Regions from separate parts of the Sus scrofa genome. Here region 2 is linked to region 1. The links are chromatin contacts, called in public HiChIP or PLAC-seq maps. All regions are on one chromosome and are shown on one strand. Each heading gives the region's core, a stretch centred on a gene start, on an enhancer-like site or on the middle of the called end of the contact. The rest is flanking DNA. Distances are from core to core; before and after follow the strand shown.

The links. HiChIP or PLAC-seq counts read pairs in DNA pulled down with a chosen protein or histone mark.
Region 2: an H3K27ac HiChIP or PLAC-seq map of alveolar macrophages shows a contact between it and region 1. The contact joins the promoter of ARSB here to the promoter of SCAMP1 in region 1. A contact is called at or near these places in 1 of 5 promoter capture datasets (fetal liver), 2 of 47 Hi-C or Micro-C datasets (fetal skeletal muscle and skeletal muscle) and 2 of 2 datasets of contacts at active chromatin or transcription factors (alveolar macrophages and skeletal muscle).

The regions. Positions count from the first base shown.
Region 1 is chr2:87,209,493-87,213,689 of Sscrofa11.1, forward strand. It overlaps SCAMP1 (secretory carrier membrane protein 1), which reads left to right and starts at 1,347. Exons shown (of 9, transcript NM_214245.1): 1 at 1,347-1,535. The coding sequence starts at 1,479.
Region 2 is chr2:87,778,101-87,782,213 of Sscrofa11.1, forward strand. It overlaps ARSB (arylsulfatase B), which reads right to left and starts at 1,453. Exons shown (of 8, transcript XM_021084478.1): 1 at 1-1,453. The coding sequence starts at 148. It overlaps LOC110259405 (a long non-coding RNA gene), which reads left to right. Exons shown (of 2, transcript XR_002341753.1): 1 at 1-7; 2 at 1,672-2,248.

The DNA.
Region 1 (4,197 bases), core at 97-2,596:
GAATTGGGATTTGCACCAAACACATGTTTTGAGCACTCTGCTATAAACTATACTCCCGGCAGCTGCTGAGGATAGGACAGCAACGACAATAGATTGTTTGCTCTTTTTTCATATCCACAATCTTGCAGCCCTGCCATCATCAGTCTGGTCTGCTGTTACTCATTAGCTGACACTCCTCCTAGTAGGCTGCCTAGGACCAGCTTGTCATATATCCCAACCCGAATCCCGCCAAAGAGAGTTGATAGCAAATGTGGTTTTTGCCTATCACCTCCAACTAGTGTTTTCACAGTGGGGAGAGACTATTTCCCAGGTGACTTCGCAAAGTGCAGGAAAGCCAAGAAGACTAACTCTAGTTCCTTCCAAGTCTTAGGCCCCTACCAAGTGAAAATAATTCTGGCTTTTTGTAGCTTTATCTGCTGTTTTGCTGTTAGTGCAAAAAGATGAGAGGATGCAAAAGCGATGTCTTCTCAAGTTCAGGGGTGGGCCAAATGAATGATACAAATAAATTCCTTACACATATACATTTTTCGGTGTTTTCTGGTGTTGGGTAGCGAACAGGAAAAAATCAGAGGCATATTATTTTGAGCCCGAGGGCTTCAAAGAAAACACAAAGGGCATCCTTTTGTCATTCATTAACATTAACTTGAGGGCCTTGATTTCTGGACCTGTGCTACCCCACAGTCATTTCCGGCGAAGGTGCCATTTTGCAGACTCCGGAGCACGGTAGCAAGAACTGGACCCTGGTACCTAATTTCTCTTTCCCAAACCTCCGCGGAGCTAGTCTGGATCGATAGCGCCAAGACAGGTTTCCGTGATTTAGCAACAACCTAGAGTATGGAAAAACCGGAAGACGGGAGGCTGGGATTCCCAGGTGGGGGTCAGGGGTGTGCCAAGACCGGACCCCAAGGGGCGTTATCTTTGGAGACTGAGGCGGAGATTTTCCAGTTCCTTGCGCCTCTCTGCCCCGGTTAAAAAGCCACACCTTCCCCAGGTGTGGCGTCTACGTCCCGGGCTACCTTCCCAACCTTGGGAAGTAAGGTCAGCGTACGTCTTTCTTGCTCAAAAGTACCACCTTTTTCCTAAGTCGCGCTCGGCACAGGGGCCGATTTTTAATTCATAATACAACCGAGTCCAGCCAGACGCTCGGCTCCTCCAGAGGCGGAATCAATGTTGGGCGCTGAGCACAAACCGCCTCTGCTCTCGGGTCCCTCCGCCCCTAGTTCCTATCCGGTCGTAGCTAAAGCCCGGAACGCTGGATTCCAGCCGGGAAGAACGGGACGGCGAACCAGGAGCTGCGCCGGCGGCCGGGAGCCCGCCGCACCGGGCATGCTCAGTGGCACGGCCGGCTGGGTGGCCTCGCGAGCTGCACCCGGATCTGCTCGGCGACGGCGGCGGCGACGTGAGCGCGCAGGGGGGCGGCGGCCTCGCCTCGTCTCTCTTCTTTGCGCCTGGGTCGGGTGGGTGACGCCGAGCGCGAGATGTCGGATTTTGACAGTAACCCGTTTGCCGACCCGGATCTCAACAACCCCTTCAAGGTGAGCGTCGTCCCCAGCATCTCCCGCCGCCGCGATGCGTGGTTGTTTGTTTAAACCGACAAGTTCTTTGGTGCCCACTGCGCCTGCCACTCGGCCCCCCTCAGCCGCTTGGACAGGGGTTCCGGGCCATCGCACCCCTTTGGGGGGTCGTGCTTTGGCCCCCGCGTCACTCGTTTGGGGTCGGAGTGGAACCTGCTAAGCTCCCTATCCGGCCGGCCCTCCCCACGTCCCCGACTGGAGAGGGTCGTGCCCTGGCCCGGGAGTCGGGATTCCCGTGGCTTAGGCTTCCTGGTTTGCCTTTCGGGAGCAAGGAGGGTGAGAACCCAGAACAGGTGGAGTTGTCATCTGTCAGGCAAGTGTGACTGGCCGGACCGGGGCGGGGGCCAGGACGTGTCGGAGGGGGGCTCACTCTCGGGAGGGGTTGTCATGGGGATCCCAGGCGGCGGCGGCGAAGGGCGGCGTGGAGGAGAGGTGAGGGCATCGAGTACATTGCAGTTTAAAAAAAAAAAGAAAAGAAAAAAAAAAGGGGGTTTTGTTTTTATTTTTTAAACTTGTGTTGCGCCCAGATACCACCAGCGGCGCTGCCATCCCTCCTCCCCACCATTTGCCTGAGGTTGAAGGTCCTGATATCAAAGCATAAGTTAAATATAAATAAAAGCACCTGGAAACAATAGTGCACGTGGACAATCGTCTTCCTACCTAACTGTTCTTAGTGAGGTAAACGACGGGATATTTTCCAAGCTCCTGGTGCGTCAGCTGTTTGCTGCACTGTGTGGAGGATACCATTTCCACGTGAGCTGCTTTCTTTCTGAGTCTACCTTTATCAACCCCAGCTATAGAAGAGCTTGGTATAGAAAGAGGCAGAGGAAAGTGGTTAAGATGTTCATTATCTGTGTTTAAATTAATGCAACATCTAAATAACTATCTTTTTAAAGTACCGCTCCAGGTTTCTTAATGAGTGCAGTTGCATAGCACGTGTAATGTGTTTCCAACTACTGGTTGAGTTTGGTTCACTTCCTCTGGATGTGTACAATAGTAACTTTAATTTGTGGTCCCTTCCAGCTTGATTTTACGTCTTTTTACTCCTGGTTTGATCTCTTAAGAATCTTGGAAGAGGAAAACATCCCTTTTTCTGATTGTTAGCTTGATAATTTCATAGAGGATTATCTTAATTAAATGATTCTGGTTATTACTGGTGACTTGATTCACTCCGAAGAAAAGCAGAATCGACTCTGTCACCTCTTCCTTTGCCTCTAATATCACTTGAGAAAATACCATACAACTGGCCTGAAACTTTGAGGTTTTAAAGATGATATGGTTGTACTTGGAGCAGAATCCCCACCCCACCCAGAAGTTTAGTATTTAGTATTTCGTCATCCCGCGTGGAAAATCGGATTATTCTTAAATCATAGGCGTTTTAAAAGAGACGTAACTTGCCAGATGGTGTTATTTTCGAATGTTTTGAAGGTATACCATTAAGAACCTGTTAGCTTTTCCTAATTCGGATAATTCATTGATGCTATCTATTCAGCATCTGACAGTTTGGCTGTTTTCTATTTAGTCATTCCATTTCCTGGCTCATTTTTATGTAGCTAGTTTTCTTGTTAGGGCAATACATTGTTGTCTTCTTAGCCCAGATTGCTCTTCTGTGACATCTGATGTTGCCATGGCACTTTCCTCTTCTGCCATAGGTAGGATTGCTTTAGTAATTCTAACCTCCAAAGTAGCTTTATTTAATTATTTTTTATGGCCTCACCTGCAGCATATACATGTTCCCGGGCCAATTGAAGCTTCATCTCTGACCTGCAGTTTGCCGCAATGCTGGATACTTAACCTGCTGTAGAAGGCCAGGGATTGAACCTGCATCCTCACAGAGAGCAATATCAGGTCCTCAACTCACTGAGCCACATGGGAACTCCCCAAAGTAACTTTAAATATTTATTTATTGTGGCGTAAACTTATAAATCTTTTTGTTTTTTATAATTGGATACACTTAGTGGACAATGATTATTCAGGTTCATAAAATGCTTCAAAGAATGATAAGGCCTGAAGAAGATTTGGTTGTACACATGCTCCTGTTTATAATCTTTCCCTATTTTTGGTGATTGTCACCACACTGTGTATCTGACCTTTTAACTTTCCATGTAAGTTCAACTGCCCTTCCTCTTCTCTCTTTTTTTTGGCCTTGCCGGTGGCATATGGAAGTTCCCAGGCCAGGGATTGTATTTGAACCACAGCAGTTACCTGAGCTACCACAGAGATAAGACCGGATCCTTAAACTGCTGTGCCACAGCGGAAACTCCTCCTTCCTCTTTTCTTAAGTAAAGCTTTACATTTATGGCATATTCTTTCTTCTTTCTACTCTTGGTTTCCTTCTATATAAATGTGATTTTTTAAAATGGCATTTCTGGTCCTCTCTACTTAAATATAAAAAGTGTCTAGGTTCATCTTTGTGTTATCTTTCTTTTAAATATGTTCTTCTTTTCAATATCTGAAATATTTCAGTATTCAAAAATAAAGTTCATATTTTCAAAATATTTATATCACATTTGGCAGCCATCCTCATTTCTTCCTGATGAAAAGCTGTTTGATTTCCATTGCTGACTCGTCCATTGTCTTAGATCTAGGTGTAGGTAGTGCAGAATTGGCATTAGAATTTAGA
Region 2 (4,113 bases), core at 203-2,702, 570 kb after region 1:
AGACGAGGTGAGGCGGCCGGCCGGCCCCAATGCTGGAACCGAGAGGAGGCAGCAGCAACAGCAGCAGCCCCAGCGGGAGGACGGTGGGGAGGAGCGGCCGCCGCTGCCCGGGGCCTCGGGGCCAACTCTCAGCGCCTCGCCGGCCCATCTTGCGTCGCCCGCGTTGCCCGCGCCTGTGGCGCCGCCAGCCTCGGGCACCACTTATAGAATCAGGAACTGAGCAGCCGGGGCTGCCCCGCCCCGGCACTGAACCTCACCCCCTGCGGGCCGTGGGCAGTAGAGGCCCAGCGCCGGAGACCCGCCGCCTCTAACCCCGGCCCGGGCCCGTGTGGCGGGGGAGGAGCCAGCGAGTAGAACTCGGGCAGCCTCGCAGCTGTGCTCCAGGGTAACTCCGTTGATGCTTGATAAGGGCCAAGGTCTCATCTTTCCAGCGATGCTCGTTGCCTCTTGGCATCCTAAAAGAGGAGCGAATTTGCTCTTTTTAGTAACTCTTCACAATTTACACAGCATTTTTGACAGCCCTTATCTCTTTAAATCTCACAACTCTGACGGCTCGGAATCATAATTTTGCCCCTCCCCCCCCCTTTTTTCCGGAGTAAACAAGCTTGGAGTTGCTTGGGCGTAACCCAGACCCAGTTCTGACTCCATATCTTGAGCTATAATGTTTTAAGAGTCGTGAAAGCATCGTTTCTAGCAGAATTGTTTCTAGCAAAAGAACCCAGCCTCGTGCATGTAGAACAATGAAGAGGCAGAGATCTGAATGGCGTTTCAGATTCCTTTAAGAATAGCATAGGCCTGCGAAGCCACTTCCTCCCCACTTAGCCAAAAGGGGCCAAGTACACACTCGGACTGCACGGTGCCGTTTTGAAGGTGCAGCTTTATAGTTAGGCTGCCCTTGGAGTGCTGTGTGGCCAGGGAGTAGCTCATTAGCTTGTCCAGATACGAGCCCTTTCAGAGTTGGCTCCCCCACAATGAAGTGGTGAACCAAAGTAGACTCATTTGCCTGAAACAGTCCCTGGATGGAAAGAAACATTCCTTTAGCCACATGCTCATTGAAGCATGGGAAGTTAGCCTCATGACCAGTGTATTCCCATTGCCAGCCAAGACTCTGCCTCCTCCCTCTATCTGGAGACAGACAATAACTGTTACTGGTTGTAGGGGAAGAAATTTTGCGCTCCTTTCAGGTTATCTGCTTCTGATTCCATGGGACTCATTGTACACATTTATAGGTTGTAGATAACTGAGAGCAATGGAAACTAATTCTTGTTTATACACATGCAAATTAATTCTATCCATTGGAATGACACCCTCGCCACTACCTTGGAAAAAAGTTTTGCCTCCACTTACACATTTATTTCATATTCCTGATCTGTTCCTTGGATTGTTCTTGGAACTGGTGTTAACACTCTGTTTCTTCGTTAATGAATTAAATAAAATCTTTGATGTATATTCATTTTATATGTGTATAAGGATCATGATTTTCTCATTTTTTGAAAATTATTCTCTAACATATGGAATGTTTCCTTCTTTACATACATAGAATTTTTTTTCTCTGCATGAAGTAAATTAATTTATGTTACAGCCACTTGTCATCTGTGGTGGAATCGATGAAATTTAGCAGGAGAAAAATTGGCATTAAGTAAAAAGAAATTTGTGTGTGTGTCTTTTTAGGGCCATACTGGTGACATGAAGGTTCCCACGGCAGGGATTGAATTGGAGCTGTAGCTGCTGGCCTACTCCACAGCTATAGCAAGGCGGGATCCATGCCTTATCTGTGACCTACACCACAGCTCACGGCAATACCAGATCCTTACCCACTGAACGAGGCCAGGGATCGAACCTGCGTCTTCAGGAATACTAGTCAGGTTAACCGCTGAGCCACAATGGGAATTCCAAAAAGAGAATGTTGAAGAGCTATTTGACTCTCATTAGGTTAAGGCTTGAAAATTTCCTTTAAAAACCATGTAAAAGATCTTTAAGGACAAAATTTTCCATGGTGGCCCTTGCCTGTCCCTCTTTCCATAACTGTTCCTCCCTACCCTTCAGGATAGAAATCAGATTGCCCAAACCATGGCTGGTAATCTGCAGGAACAATTCCTCCTTTGACCAACTGCTCCAGAAACTACTGAACTTGCACTGCACCTTCCGATGTCCTGAATTTTCAAATAAAAGCTTATGCTAAAAATGCTCTGGAAATGTGCAAATGAGTTAATTAAAAAGAGTTAATTCTATTTTTCATTTATGCATTGAACATCTTTGACGTGCAGTATAGTCTAGTTATTGTAAAATCTCTCCATTAGAGTTGTTGTTTCCTAATGATTAGGCGCAGGTTATGGGTTTATACAGAAATACTGCAAATATAACGTATTCTTGATGCTTCATATTAAGAGTCAGGTGTTGTTGATTTACTTTATTATTTGATAACTTAAGGTGGCCGTTTCCCCACTGTAAAGTTATTATTTCCCCCCTGTAATTAATAATTATTTTATGGGGAGGTACTTTGAGAGTATGCATATATTCTGTTATTCCTAAAACTTTCGCTTATTAGTTTTAACCTTCCCTGAGGCTTATTGCTTCAGTCATTATTAGGATGGTTCCCAAATGGTGATTATAGTGATTTTCTATCATTCTTTAAATAGATTTATTAGTTGTCTTTCTACTACTGTAAGGAAGAACTTTGCCTTCTTCCTCATGTGTTTGTTTATATCACTATGAACTCAAAGATTCTTAATTTAATCAGTATAATAATACATATTAATCATATCAGTGCTCAAATTTCCTCTGATTTGGCCAGTGGGAGCCCCTTCAGTCTAACTCTTGTGTCCTTGTGGCATGTTCTCTTTAATATTTGAGCACTCCCTTACTTTATGGTACAACAAGATATTCTAGATTCATCTTGGATTTTTTCTTCCCCAACCCTGGAATCAGCCACTTCTCCAAGGAACCCCTGACACCTCTTAGAGGAGGGTGGCCTCTAGAAACCAAGATCTGTGCTACAGGCTACTCTTGCTACTGGGCTGTCATTGCTGGTAGGATCTCTCACCAAAGATAGAAACTAGATGTATGTATACACATATACGCATACATTAGGTATTTACATATACACACCCATATTTTATAGGTACATAATTATAGATATAAAACCATGAGTTCCTAGTGAATACCTCCAATTCTGCTTTCCCCCTTTCCATATGCACATGGGTTGTACCAATTTTCATTAGCATTAGCCATTGAAAAGTACTATACTTTTTAATTTTTGCCAATCCGATGAGAGAAATGGAATCTCCGTACAGTTTTTAATTGTTTTTGTATTTCTCTTGTAAGGTTAAACATCTTTTCATATGTTGAAGAGACATTTTTACAACATTTTTGTGAACTGTCTGTGTCATTTCCAATTGGGTTTTTGGTCTTTGCCCCTGAATTTAAGATATATATATATATATATATATATATATATATATAATTTTATTTTAATAGTTACGGGTACACCTGCAGAATATGAAAGTTCCCAGGCTAGGAGTTGAATCGGAGCTGTAGCTGAGGCCTATACCACAGCCACGGCAATACCGAACCCAAGTCATATCTTTGGCCTATGCCAGCAGCTTGCAGCAACACCGGATCCTTAACCCCCTGAGCAACACCAGGGATCGAATCTGCATTCTCACAGAGACTATGTTGTGTTCTTAACCCACTGAGCCACAATGGGAACGCCAAGAGTTCTTTATATACTAGATATGTTACCTCTTTGCAATTTATATCACAAATATTTTCTCCCAGTTTTTCAATTGTCAAATATTTTTTATGGTATTTTTCTGACATGCCAAAGTTATTTTTTTATGTAGGCAAGTTTATCAATACTCTCTTGTTGTACTACACCTGGATTTGAGTCATAGACTTTCCTTACACTAATGTGAAAGTAAAATTCACACTTTTTTTTTTTCTAGTACTTGCATGCTCTAGTTTCTACATTTAGATCCCTGACCCACTGGCATTTATTTTTGTATATGCTGTGAAATAGGGATCTAATTTTATCTTATTTCCAAATGGTTACTCAGTTATTCTACCACCACTCATAAAAAGAATAAGCCCATCATTGCCCTAGTGATATGAGAT